Regions from separate parts of the Hordeum vulgare genome. Here region 1 is linked to region 2. Evidence: chromatin contacts called from public Hi-C data. All regions are on one chromosome and are shown on one strand. The core of a region is the stretch at or near the end of the contact, and the rest is flanking DNA. Distances in the headings are between cores, read along the strand shown. Region 1 holds the start of LOC123448795 (tetratricopeptide repeat protein 27 homolog). Region 2 holds the start of LOC123446538.

Evidence for each region. A called contact is a pair of places that touch in the nucleus more often than the background predicts.
Region 1: a Hi-C map of seedling shows a contact between it and region 2, with 2.0 times the contacts expected there. The contact joins the promoter of LOC123448795 here to the promoter of LOC123446538 in region 2. A contact is called at or near these places in 1 of 6 Hi-C or Micro-C datasets (seedling) and 1 of 1 datasets of contacts at active chromatin or transcription factors (embryo).

The regions. Positions count from the first base shown.
Region 1 is chr4H:419,092,848-419,098,813 of MorexV3_pseudomolecules_assembly, reverse strand. It overlaps LOC123448795 (tetratricopeptide repeat protein 27 homolog), which reads right to left and starts at 2,764. Exons shown (of 1, transcript XM_045125808.1): 1 at 1-2,764. The coding sequence starts at 2,641.
Region 2 is chr4H:418,792,129-418,798,074 of MorexV3_pseudomolecules_assembly, reverse strand. LOC123446538 reads left to right here and starts at 2,195. Exons shown (of 2, transcript XM_045123110.1): 1 at 2,195-2,516; 2 at 2,634-3,280. The coding sequence starts at 2,254. The coding sequence ends at 2,637.

The sequences.
Region 1 (5,966 bases), core at 1,515-4,014, 300 kb before region 2:
GTGATTTATACTCCTCCGTACCTGAGAAGTCCGTTGCCTGTTTTAAGGAGCTTTTAAGATGCATCTCAGCTGACAATAATTCTCGTCTGCTTCCAGTCGTGGAGGAAATTTCGATATAGACCTTGCAAAGTTGCAGAGAAGCTTGAGCATACTTCGTGAACTTCTTCTGATCATGCCATAATCCTGAACCCTGGAGGGATCGAACTTGCTTCAACAAAGCTTCAGAGCATGCCATGAGGTTGCCCTTGCTTTTATGCCATCTTGCATATAATCCCCATATCTCTGCATTGCTAGCCCCACTCCGTACAATCTGCTGAAGGATATCACCAATTACACCTAGCAATTGATTTGGTAGCCTGGTCTCTTTATTTGCATCATCTGAAGCGTTGCTTATGGATTTAGCTTCTTGAGTATCACTAAGATGTCTAGCTTGTTCTTCGACAGAGACCATCACCTTGTCCAATAGATCAACATTGAAGCGCTTGTTCGAGGACAGATTCAATACCATTTTGACAGCTTCAAGTGTCAGTCGCATGTTGCATGTGTCCAAAGCAACCTTACTGTAATTTTCCCAAACTTCCCAGCTATTCCTCTTGAACTTTACAGCTTCCTTGAATGCCTGGACTGCTGCCTGGCTCTTTCCTCTAATCATGTGCAGACAGGCTATGTTGTTCCATGCTTCTCCGTTTTCAGGATCTATCTGCACAGCACGACTAAAAGCATCCACTGCCTTCTCAAGATCTTTATCCTTCCATGCAGCTGTACCATAGGCAAACCAGCCATCTGGATACAAAGAATTCAGTGCCAATGCTGATCCCCAAAGAATTTTGGATGTATGGAAGTCATTCCTGTTGTATGCACTGCGAGCCAGAGAGCGCAGAGCTCGAGCAGACTTGTTATCTGAGACTTCCAGTGCTTTCTTATAATGATCATCATTATTTGTAGCATCACCAAGTGAACACCATAACCTTGGGTCATTTGGTGTAACAGAGAGCCGGGTATTTATTAAACTGACCGCATCAGCAACTTTACCCGATAATCGATAGCAATAGATTAGATTATCCCACAATTCGAGTTCTTTGAAAACATTAAGTGCTTCACCAAGTAAACCACAACTTATCAAAAGTTCACCATACTCTTTCCTTAATGCAGGGATAGGCGGCATATGAACTCCAAAAACCAGTTTGGTTCTTTGTGAAACTACAGGAAATTCTTTGGCAATATCTTCAACCAAATTCTCCATCATTAACAGTGCCCGCTGTTTTGTCCGACTGCGCGTGGACTCCCACCTAATACGCAGAACATCACACAAGCTCCTGACCACAAAGTATGATTTTTCTTGAGAATCAATTGACTCTATGTATGGTGCCATCTCCCACCCAGACATTTCATCACTCCGACTCCTCCGACTCACATATAAACATTGTGCAAGTACAGCGGCCTGCTGGATAGCAGATAGCGATATCTGTGTGTTTGCGGATGTCATACTCTCACCGCTCGTTTCATTCCCATTTTCAGCCAGTCTTGGTGTTCTTAGTATATCACAAAATTCATCACTTTCACTTGGAACAGAGCTCCCTGCGTTCCGGGAAGCCACACCATCACTCTGAGATCCTGCTAGCTCTGTTGATTGGCCATCATCAGCTGCTGATTTAGTAGTCTTCGCAACTAGAACCATTTGGGACTTGGCGTCCACCTGGTGTATTGTTCGAAAACCAAGAATCCCTGTGAGAGAGAGATGAATCCCACATGCCTCTTGAGCACTATCCAGATGCAGCCTTGAAGCATCAACTTGGCCATATTTATACTCCACGATTCCAGCTTCCAGAAAAACAGCTGAGACAAAAGAAAACCCTTCTTCATCACATAACAAAGAACCCCAGTAGCTAGAGACCTTTTCAAGTTCACCAAAGTGGGCCAACATTTCATTCTTGTACACTTGTACTCGATCAAACAAAGAGGACGATAGCTCATCTAAAATATTTTGCTGGGACAAGGATATTCTGCACAACCACCATTGCACACTCCAACAATCAGAGGAGTCGAGACCCTGTATGCTTGTGAAGAGTAGTTCTGCAAAGACAATGAACGGCAAGAGAGCGAATTTCCCATGAACATGGGAACCAAAAGCAGCTAAATGACCCGAAGCCCAATCATCCCATTTGCTTCCAGGATCACCATGCCCCTCTTCGTCCAAACGTGAAGTCTGGAAAGGGAAGGGTGGAAACTTCCCCGACGGTCCCGTCACGTTCTGCTGCGTGAATGCGAGCAGCGCGGCCACCGCCGCGGAGAGAACAAGCGCACACCTGCACTGGAACCCCTCGCTCGCGGCCCCTCCGCCATCCTCCCGGAGGAACGCCTCGGCAGCGGCAGTGAGGTCGGCGTAAGCTTGCGTTGGGGAGCCCTGGGCAACCTCGGCGAAGGCGGAGGGGTGGAAGATGTGGGGGACGGCGGAGGCGATAGCAGCCACGTAGTCCCCGACCTCGACGGCGGCGACGGCAGAGGACACGACAGGACCGAGCGGGTGTTCTGGGGGAGGTGAGGGGGGAGCTGGTTGGGAGATCGGGGAAGGGAGGGTGCAGCGGAGGAGGCGGAGCTCGGTCGCACGGAGGAAGGTGGGGGTAGCGGTGGTCGCCGCCATGGCCGTGGCCGGTGGCGAGGTTTAGGGTTTTCGCCTATTCCTTTCTCTGGTCGCTGTTGACTGTTGAGGGGAGGGAAGGGTGCCTAGGCGACCGCTCAGGCTGTCACGAGCATCGCTCTGCCTGTGTCTGGGTCTCGTTCATGGGCCTGAGCCTGGTCTTTTTAGACCGGCTTTCTCTGGTCGGTTCGAGGATGCTGCCTTTTGGGCCCGGGTGGAGGCATCCCCTATGTCTCGCATTAAGCGAGACGGTGGGAATAACAACTTTATTTTCTCTTTTATTTTACGTATTTTGTTTCGCCTTTTGCTTTCTGTTTATACTTTTCTTTAGGGCGTCGATAGCCATCACACGTGCCGTGGAAGTAACATTCGACCACATGTTCTATAATCATAGATTGCACCGTATCTTCGCATACATGCACAAATGATCAAGTTGATGATGTCAACATGAACCTTTCGGGTTTTTCAGTTTTTAAAATGTTTTACCTTTTAAATAAAAAAATTGATTGAAAAATAGTTTTCACCATTAAATCCTTCATGATAAGATCTTTGAAATTAGATCTCATATTGATATGTTTCGATGAATTTTTTTTACTTAAAACTTATCATGTCTATTGCACATAAATTGCCATAGTGTTTACATCAAAGTTACATAAACTTGTCATGATGAATTACTAAAATTTGTCATGATCCATGAAATAATTTTGACATGGTTCATAACTAAAAATAAATCCATCGTCAATTACTTTAAAAATAGATGACTAATGACTCAAATGTATCATGAACCATAAACTAAAATTACCATGATGAATTAGTTAAATTTGTCATTATACATGCACTAAAATTGTCATGATTCATATAAACATAATTTTCATGATAAAAAACTAGAATTTTCATGGTCAAAAATGCAAAAAATTACATGATCTCTAAACTAAATTTGTCATGATGAATTACCAAAAATTGCCATGAACCATGAATTAAATTTGCCGTGGTTAATTACTAAAAATTGTCATGGTCAAATAATAAAAAAACATGAGAATGTTCAATGGTAGCTTTATATCTAACATAAAAATATATGAAACATAACACAACAACTTTAGTGTAAAATCTATGCAATTATAGTGTAAACATCAAGTCAACTATTGGCCTAAAAAAGTCATCGAAACATATCAATATGTGATCTGGTTTTGAAGATCTTGTTGAGACGAATTTAATGATAAAAACGGATTTTCAATATATTATTTTCTTTAAGGGATAAAATATTTTTAATTTTGAGAAAATAAAAATTAAATCATTGATGTCATCCGTTTGATGTGGCAAGATGGAGGTAATGGAAGCGTTTGGGCCATGTTGCTTCGTGTAATACATGTGACACTTATCATTTGGGTTTGTTTATACTTCCATATATTCTAAATAAATATATTATTAAAATCAATCTACATAAAAATTTAAAAAATATTGACCTAGTATTTGAAAAATGTTAAATGTGTATAGAAAAAATTAAAACCTATACCAAAAATGTATAAATAAATTAAAATGTGTATGAAACAAATTGATCATGTATTTAAAATGTTAATTGAGCATTTGAAAAAATATTTAACAAGTGTTTGAAACTTTTTAATCAAGCATTGGAAAAGGTTAAATGTGTATACAGAAAATGTTGACCTTTTATTAAAAATGATGATGTTTTAAAATCTATATAAAAATGTTAAACAAGCATTTGAAAAAATGTTGAATGGGTATTTGAAAAATGTTAATCAAGCATTTGAAAAACATTAAATGTGTTTATAAAATTTTTTGACCAGGTGTTCACAAAATGTTAAATATTGCATTTAGAAAATTTAGTCAAGCATTTAAAAAATGTTAAATGTCCATAGAACAAATATTGAGCATATATTGGAAAACTATTAATCTTGTATTTGAAAGTTTTTAATCAAGCATTTGGAAAGATTTAAAATAGTGCAGAGGAAACATGTTGACCATGTATTCAAAAAATATTAACCTTGTATTTAAAAAGTATTAATCAAGCATTTGAAAATGTTAAAAATATGTATAGAAAAATGTTGACCATGTATTAAAAATGTTAAATTTGTATTGGAAAATTGTTTGATGTGTATTAGGAAAATGTTGTTGACATATGCAAAAGATATATAATAAATATCAAAAGAAAAAAGAAAAAGAAAAATGAAAAAAGACAAAATAAACCAAAGAAAAAAGGAAATGGGAAATAAAACCAAAGAAACAAATGCAAAAGGAATGAAAAAGCGGAGAAAATAGAAAAGAAACAAATGAAAACTAAAAAACCCACATAAAAGAATCCAATCATCTCAAGTAGGACGCGCCCCTAATACTTAACACTAATTGGACGCGGGTGGAGTGGCTAGTAGCACCGATGATCTCTAAGGAGTCGAGTTATCGATCCATGCTTCTCCCATTTTCCTACTATTTATACTTTAACTGTGCGCGCGAGTGGGTCAGACTGATTACTATAGAACCTTCAATTAGACTTCCTATCATCTCACTTAATGCGAGATATGACACTTGTGCCTGCGCGGGATGGAGTTGAGTTCTCAAAGGAAGCCCTACCAGGGTCAGGAAGCTATGCGGTCGGCATCATGACGAAGAGCCGCCGCGGAAAGTACTACATCAACAACTCGCTGTGGGGGCCTGAAGCCGACTCAGCCGAATCTGGTTACAGGGTCCTCTTCGACAAGATCAACATCTTCATCGACATGATTGGAGCACCCGTGCCTGAGCCGGACACCTCCACCGACATCGTCGAGCCGGCCAGGTACGCCTTCCCCATCACACGTGAGGAAAGGAAACGCTGTGTTTTCATCGGTTTTACGCAGGGAGCCAGCTTACAAGATGAACCGGCAGTCCAGGAGATCACCCCCGTCAACTCTGATGACGAGTCATCCATGGGCGACACATATTCAATCCATCCCCTTCATGAAGGACAACTCGGAGGGTTGTCACTGGCGATGGACCCCGAGATCCTCGAAAGATCCTGTCGACAAATCGCCATCTACATGGCGGGGGCGGCGCAACCTCAGCTAAACCCGGTCGGCAATAATGAGACTGGCGAGACGTCGAAAACTCTGGCTCAAGCCGTGGCGAACTTGGCGGCGGAAATCTCTAGACTCATGACAACCGTCGTGACGACGGAGAATCAGGAAGCGATCAACGCCGAGCTGACGAAGCTGCGGGAAGAGATGGCCAAAGCCCAGCGGGACGTGGAAGCGGAAGCCGCCAGGATGGCGACACAGCAGGCCCGGATCACCGCAGAGACGAAACAGCTGAACACCTAAGGCTGGCGACTCGAGAG
Region 2 (5,946 bases), core at 946-3,445:
TGATGTGGCCTTCTTGAATACCCTAGTTGAGCACTATCGCGCCATGGAGACAATTTTCCTGCAAAAAACTGCTACAGGAAGAATGCAAGGTCTAGTAACGATAACATTTCCATTGAAATAGAAGATGATGACAATGGTGAGGTGAACATGTCACCAAATGTTGGTGAGTCCTCTAATCCCAGTGAACCAGCAAAAAAGAAGGCTAACGTGGTGAAAAATAACGATAATCCGTTGATGACAACTCTCTAATATGGGTTCAAACTTGTAGATGCGGCTCTTGTGAAGTGTGGTGGAGATGATGATACTATACGTGATGACCTTTGGGAAGTTGTCTCCGACACTATTGGATTTGCTGAAGGATACCTTGCCACTACTATGCTCATCTTATGGACAACCCCAAGATAGCAAGAGCTTTCATGTTGCTCAGCGAGTCAAACCGATTGATTTGGGTGGGTAGGTATGTGACGAAGAACTTCGCATGATGCACTTATCGTATGGACTAGTGTGAGGTGATGAACTTTGCATTATGAACTTGTATTGAACTTCAATTAGGAGAGCTTTCGGATAACTAGTATGTGAATCATATGTGTGGATTGTAATTGAACAATATTTCTTTTTGATGATGACCTTGTGATATTGTTGCATCTTATGATATTTGTATTGAAAATCTGTTATATGTGATGTTATATATTTGTTTGACTTGTGATCATATACTATTAAGTTGCTTGTTGAAAATACAAAGAAAATACTACCAAAATTTTGAATTATATGTTGTCCAAATGTAGAGAGAGATATGAGCACATTAAAGGTAATCTCACCATTCATATGGAAAGGTGAGTGAAATGAGATTCTTCTCATTTTACCTTCCAAACCAAACACATGGACGAAACCAAACCATGTCATTTTTTATGTCCAACCGAACACAAAAATGGAACCAACCCACGCATTGGAATGGAACCATGACATTACATGCCTTTTGATCCTCAAACCGAACACAACAGTGACGTCCATAAATCTGCCTGCGTGCGTGCGTCCTTACTCCTTTTTTAGGGAAACGTTTTTCGACGGACGATCGGTCGAGCGCTCGGCCGGTAGCCCCTCGCCCGATCGCCTCTGTACGCGAGAAGCACTAGGCCAGGTATGTTACATAGGCATCAAACGTTGCATGGACCGGTTATGTTTGTATTTTTGCTTCATTGCACAAAGAGCGTTTGGATTTTTTTGCTATAATTGGTATCATGTCGTGCTACAACCAATCTTTTTCAAATTGCTGCATAGACTAGGATGGTGTTGGTGCGAGGACGGATGGCGGTTGTCATTTGTTTTGCTGCATTGGTTTTTTTACTGGAACCAGAAATCATTTTTGCTACAACTGTGTTGTTTTTTGCTGCAACCATGCTAGCTTTTGCTACAACCGACGTAGCAATTTGCTGGAACCGGCGCCTCGTTCTGCTACAAGACATAGCCGGCATCGATTTTTTTGCTACAATCATGCTAGCTTTTGTTACAATCGGCACTTCGTTTTGCTACAACGCATCACCGCCGTCGACAGTTCGAGGACTACGACACTGCTCCGACTAGCACTTCCCTACTACAAGCACCATTTGTGATGCTACAATCTGCATCTCATTTTGCTACAACCACGTTGGGTTTTTGTTACAACGCATCGCCGGTGTCGATTTCTTACTACAAAGACGTCCGCTTTTCGCTACAACCCATATCTTGTTTTGATACCACGCACCATCAACGTCGTTATTTTTGCTACAACCATGTTGATATTTCTGCTACGACCATGTTTTTGTTACATCTGTGGCCGATTTTTGCTACAACGCTGCTTGTTTTTGCTATCATCGACGATTTTTGCTATATGATTTGATCTAACAGTCAAACAGGGTTTGATGTGGCGGCTTGCGCGTGACCGGCCGAAGTTTGGTCCGACGCGCCGACGCACATCAGTCTCTTTTTTTTAAGGCAAACCCTCGTCCCTACTCCCTAACCTTTTCTTTTTCAGATTCGCAAAAAAAAAAAACTTTTCTTTTTTAGAAGGCCCTACTTCGCTTTGTCTTTGAGTTGGGCTTCCATTTTTCTTTTGGGCTTGGCCTGGATTGCACACGGGAAAACACGGCGTTCCAGCCCAGCAGCACGCGTGATTAGCCGAAACCTAATCGCTGTCAAGGCAAAAGTGCATCGTTGACCACCCCCTTGCATCCGTCCCTGCCCGAGCCGGCCGAGTTCATATAAGACGCAGCACCCATGGCCGATCCATTCCCCAGCCCCCTCCCTCTCCTACCCAAAGCTCCACTGGGTTCCGAGTTCCGACTCCATGCGGCTCTGAAATCACCCATACACACTGCACCACCGCTGCGCCCCGGAGCTGCCGCCGTGCTGTGGCTCGGCGTCACCACCACCACGCCGCCTCTCGCGTGCGTCCGCGGCCGCCGCCGCGGTCCCCGTTCTACCTCATGGCGTCGCGGCTGCCTCCACTCCGACGGCGGTCATGTACACTGGTTTTTGAGGTACCGGCTTTTGGTCGTCCAGCGATTGCTACCTTAATCACGAAGCAATCTCCACATGATTTGCCCCTGACTTACAACACCCTTCTCTTCTTTGTTTTTTCTGTCTCCCACCATCAGATAGAGAGGACGAGCTGCCAGGCAGCCGTGCCTTGTGGGCAGGAGGTGTTGGACACCCATGGAGAGCTCAGACCGAGAGGATTCTGGCCACGGGGAGCACCGTCGGCGGTGATTCGTCCATAGCAATAATATGGTGTTATCCTGATTGAGCTTTTCTTCTAGCCATCACCCCCTCCTCCGTTTTCTTTTCTTGTCACGTTCACTTTGTCCGGGTCTTCTTGACCTTGCAAGACCTTTTCTTGACCTTGTAAGACCCAACAAGGCCACATTTTCTTCCACGTTCTTCATCTTCTTATTCCACCTTCTCTTTCTCGCCATGTTCCTTTCCACCTCTCTGTCTTTCCTCTTTCTTCCATCTATCCCTCCTGAGCTACACCTTTTTAAAAGTTGCATTTCTTATATCCAAATTATTAAAAATAAGTTGATACATGGAGTGACAAGTGAGGAGATTCTACTTCCTTTGTCATACATTGTATTTTTTTAAGTTGTAAAGAGTACAGTTAATGAGATACGAAATCAGGGTAGTTGCTGCTAATGCTCATGGAATGCATGTGGAGTAGGAGCCTACGTGTAACCGAGTATGCTTATGTATGCCCACTTTGTAATAAGTTTGCTATTCGTGCTTGAATACAAACATTTTGATGCTACGGTACTGTTGAGAACTGTTCGAGTGTTCGTTTTAGCAACGTGGATGCACCGCGGTATTCGTGTGCTGTCATTTCGTGTTGTTCTGCCGCTCTACAGAAGTTTAGTTATGTCTCATCATAGCAGCATTGTAACGCTGGCCCCTGCTCCATATTTTTTATCCCCTGTGACGCATTTCAAGTTCTCAGCGTCATACTTTTTTTTCCGAACAGAGGCAAAAGATTTATCTCATTAATTAACTAAGAATGATTTATGAATAACCTCGTCACTACATCTTTCCCTGCAAAAACAGAACATCGCTGCATTTTGCCCTTTATTTACTCCACAGCCAGTTATCTACTGATAATACGAGAGCTTAAGAGCTCGTAATGTAGTATAGGAGTACCCACAAAGTACTAGCAGTAGTACTACAATCCTGGACAAGCTAGCAGGATAGTTTCAGTTAAATAGTCTTGAAGAGTAGTAGAGGAGAACAGTTCTAGTTAAGAGTCTAACCAAAGAGGAACAGTTTCAAAAAGAGAGGAAGATTCAGGTTGGTATAGACCTAGCATGAAAAACCATTATAAGAGTCAATTCATAGCACTCAATGTATGGAAATTTATGGAGCTGTCAGGGTATTAATTCAAGCAGGAGTACTTCGTCTCTAGCTCTCTCTCTTTCTGTGCACCTAGAAAACTCGTGACTTGAGATTTGGTCTCCCAAATTATGTACTACTTATATTACTCCGTGGTCAATAATTGGAGTGAAACAAACAGGTCTAGAAATAATGCTTAGAGGGTAAACAAAACATAAAAGCACTAGATGAACAAGATGTGGATAACTTAATCAAGGACAAGGGACATAATAGGTCAGCAATTAGGGGACACACACTCACATCACTTTAGGAAAAGATGGGGGAAGGAAAGGGAGTGACAAAGGTTGCTCCACAAGCCTCTTGAGTCAACTCACAAATCATTGACACCAGTGACCTATAGAGTATAGAGGAAACGGGAACGTAGAGCAAAATGCCAAAAAGCATCTCATACATGCCTGTAGACGATTTCAGTTATTCCATCACTGGTTGTTATTATCACTGTCACCAGATTAGCATTAGCCTAATTACTTTTTCATCAACCTTGCAGCAGAGGTCCATCAAACAAACACTACTACTACCGTACTGCTCTATTGAAGCCTCGTATCAAAGTGGCAGATCGATCACACGGGTCTCTCTGTACAGTAAATGGGACATTGAAAGGCATCAAATGAATCAACCTACCATCCTTGCGCGACACAAGATACATACATGCATGCCAGCCTCCTGCTGCAAGCATGAATGTGAAACTACACAATTTAGGGGGGGCAGAGTGCTCTAACACTAACACATGCTCTATTGCATGCATGCCATGCATATAGGCTGCTACTGCATGCATTGATCGAGCTGGTGCTCTTCACATGGGTAGCCATTCTAGCGTAAGGGACTAGAAGGGCACCATGGGCTCAAAGGCTAAGGCTATGCAAATATCATTGCCTCTTAGACTAAAACAATGAAACAAGACAAAAGGAAGAACAATTTTTTGCCTAGGCAACAAACGCGACAGACAGACAATGCATAACTAGTGGCAAACCAAAGTGCAGGCACGCATGCTAGCTGTTGATCTTGAGGATCGAAAAATAGGTTTAGATAGCCTTCGTCTAAAATGCTAGTGCAAGAGAATGCTCATCACATGCCTCCTTGGGCTAAGTTACAAAAGGAGCAAGCACTGAACATTCTAGACTTGTGCCTTTATACAGTGTAGATTGACAGCGTGTTTGGTTGGGGGTAATTAGAGTTGGGGAATGGGAATTAAAAGGATACAAGACTTTAAATCTATTGTTTGGTTCAGGGGATTGGGAATTTATAAAGGAATAGGCATGGGAATTGAGACTTCAACTTCCACCGTTTTATTAATAGGGGAGGGGGTGGGAGTTGGAAGGGAATTGTTTTAGTGAGTCAATCTTAACCCTTCATCATAACTTATGTCCACTCCCTTAGTCTAATCCCTCGTCAATTCCCATGAACCAAACAAGGGAATACAAATTCTCACATATAATTCCTATCATGTGCCAAATAGGGGATTGGGAGTAAAATGACTCATCCCATGTCTAATCTCAATACAACTCCCTACATTAAACTCCCATTCCTCTTCCCAAATATTGCCAAACACGCTGTCAGGCCATAAGCTTCTTTTTTTTTTTGCCACCGTTTTGAACTAAAGTTAGTCGGTCTTAGTTTAAAACTACAACACTTGCTATGGATTGGAGGGAGTAGAAATTTTGATCTCACCGAGACGAAAGCAAGAGAGCATCTGCTAGCTTGAATAGAGAATACTGGTGTATATCAATCTTCAACTAAATTTCCTAGGGGATTAAACCCAACACCTGATATCAGATATCACTATCAAGCTATGAATATTATGTTTCCCCAAGATGTGTGAATGGAAAGCAACAGGTCCACATCATGACAAGCATGAGGCTCTATTGATTCTTTTGCTTCCTCTACTCTACCCTTTGGTATGGACAATTGGGCATTTAAGAGGCGCCCACCACCTCCATCTGTCCCCTCCAAAAAGAAAAGAAAAATAACAATCGGCAGCTATGTACCCTGGCGCAATTGGACAGCTGCTTCACGCAGGGGGTATAGTTTTGTCCT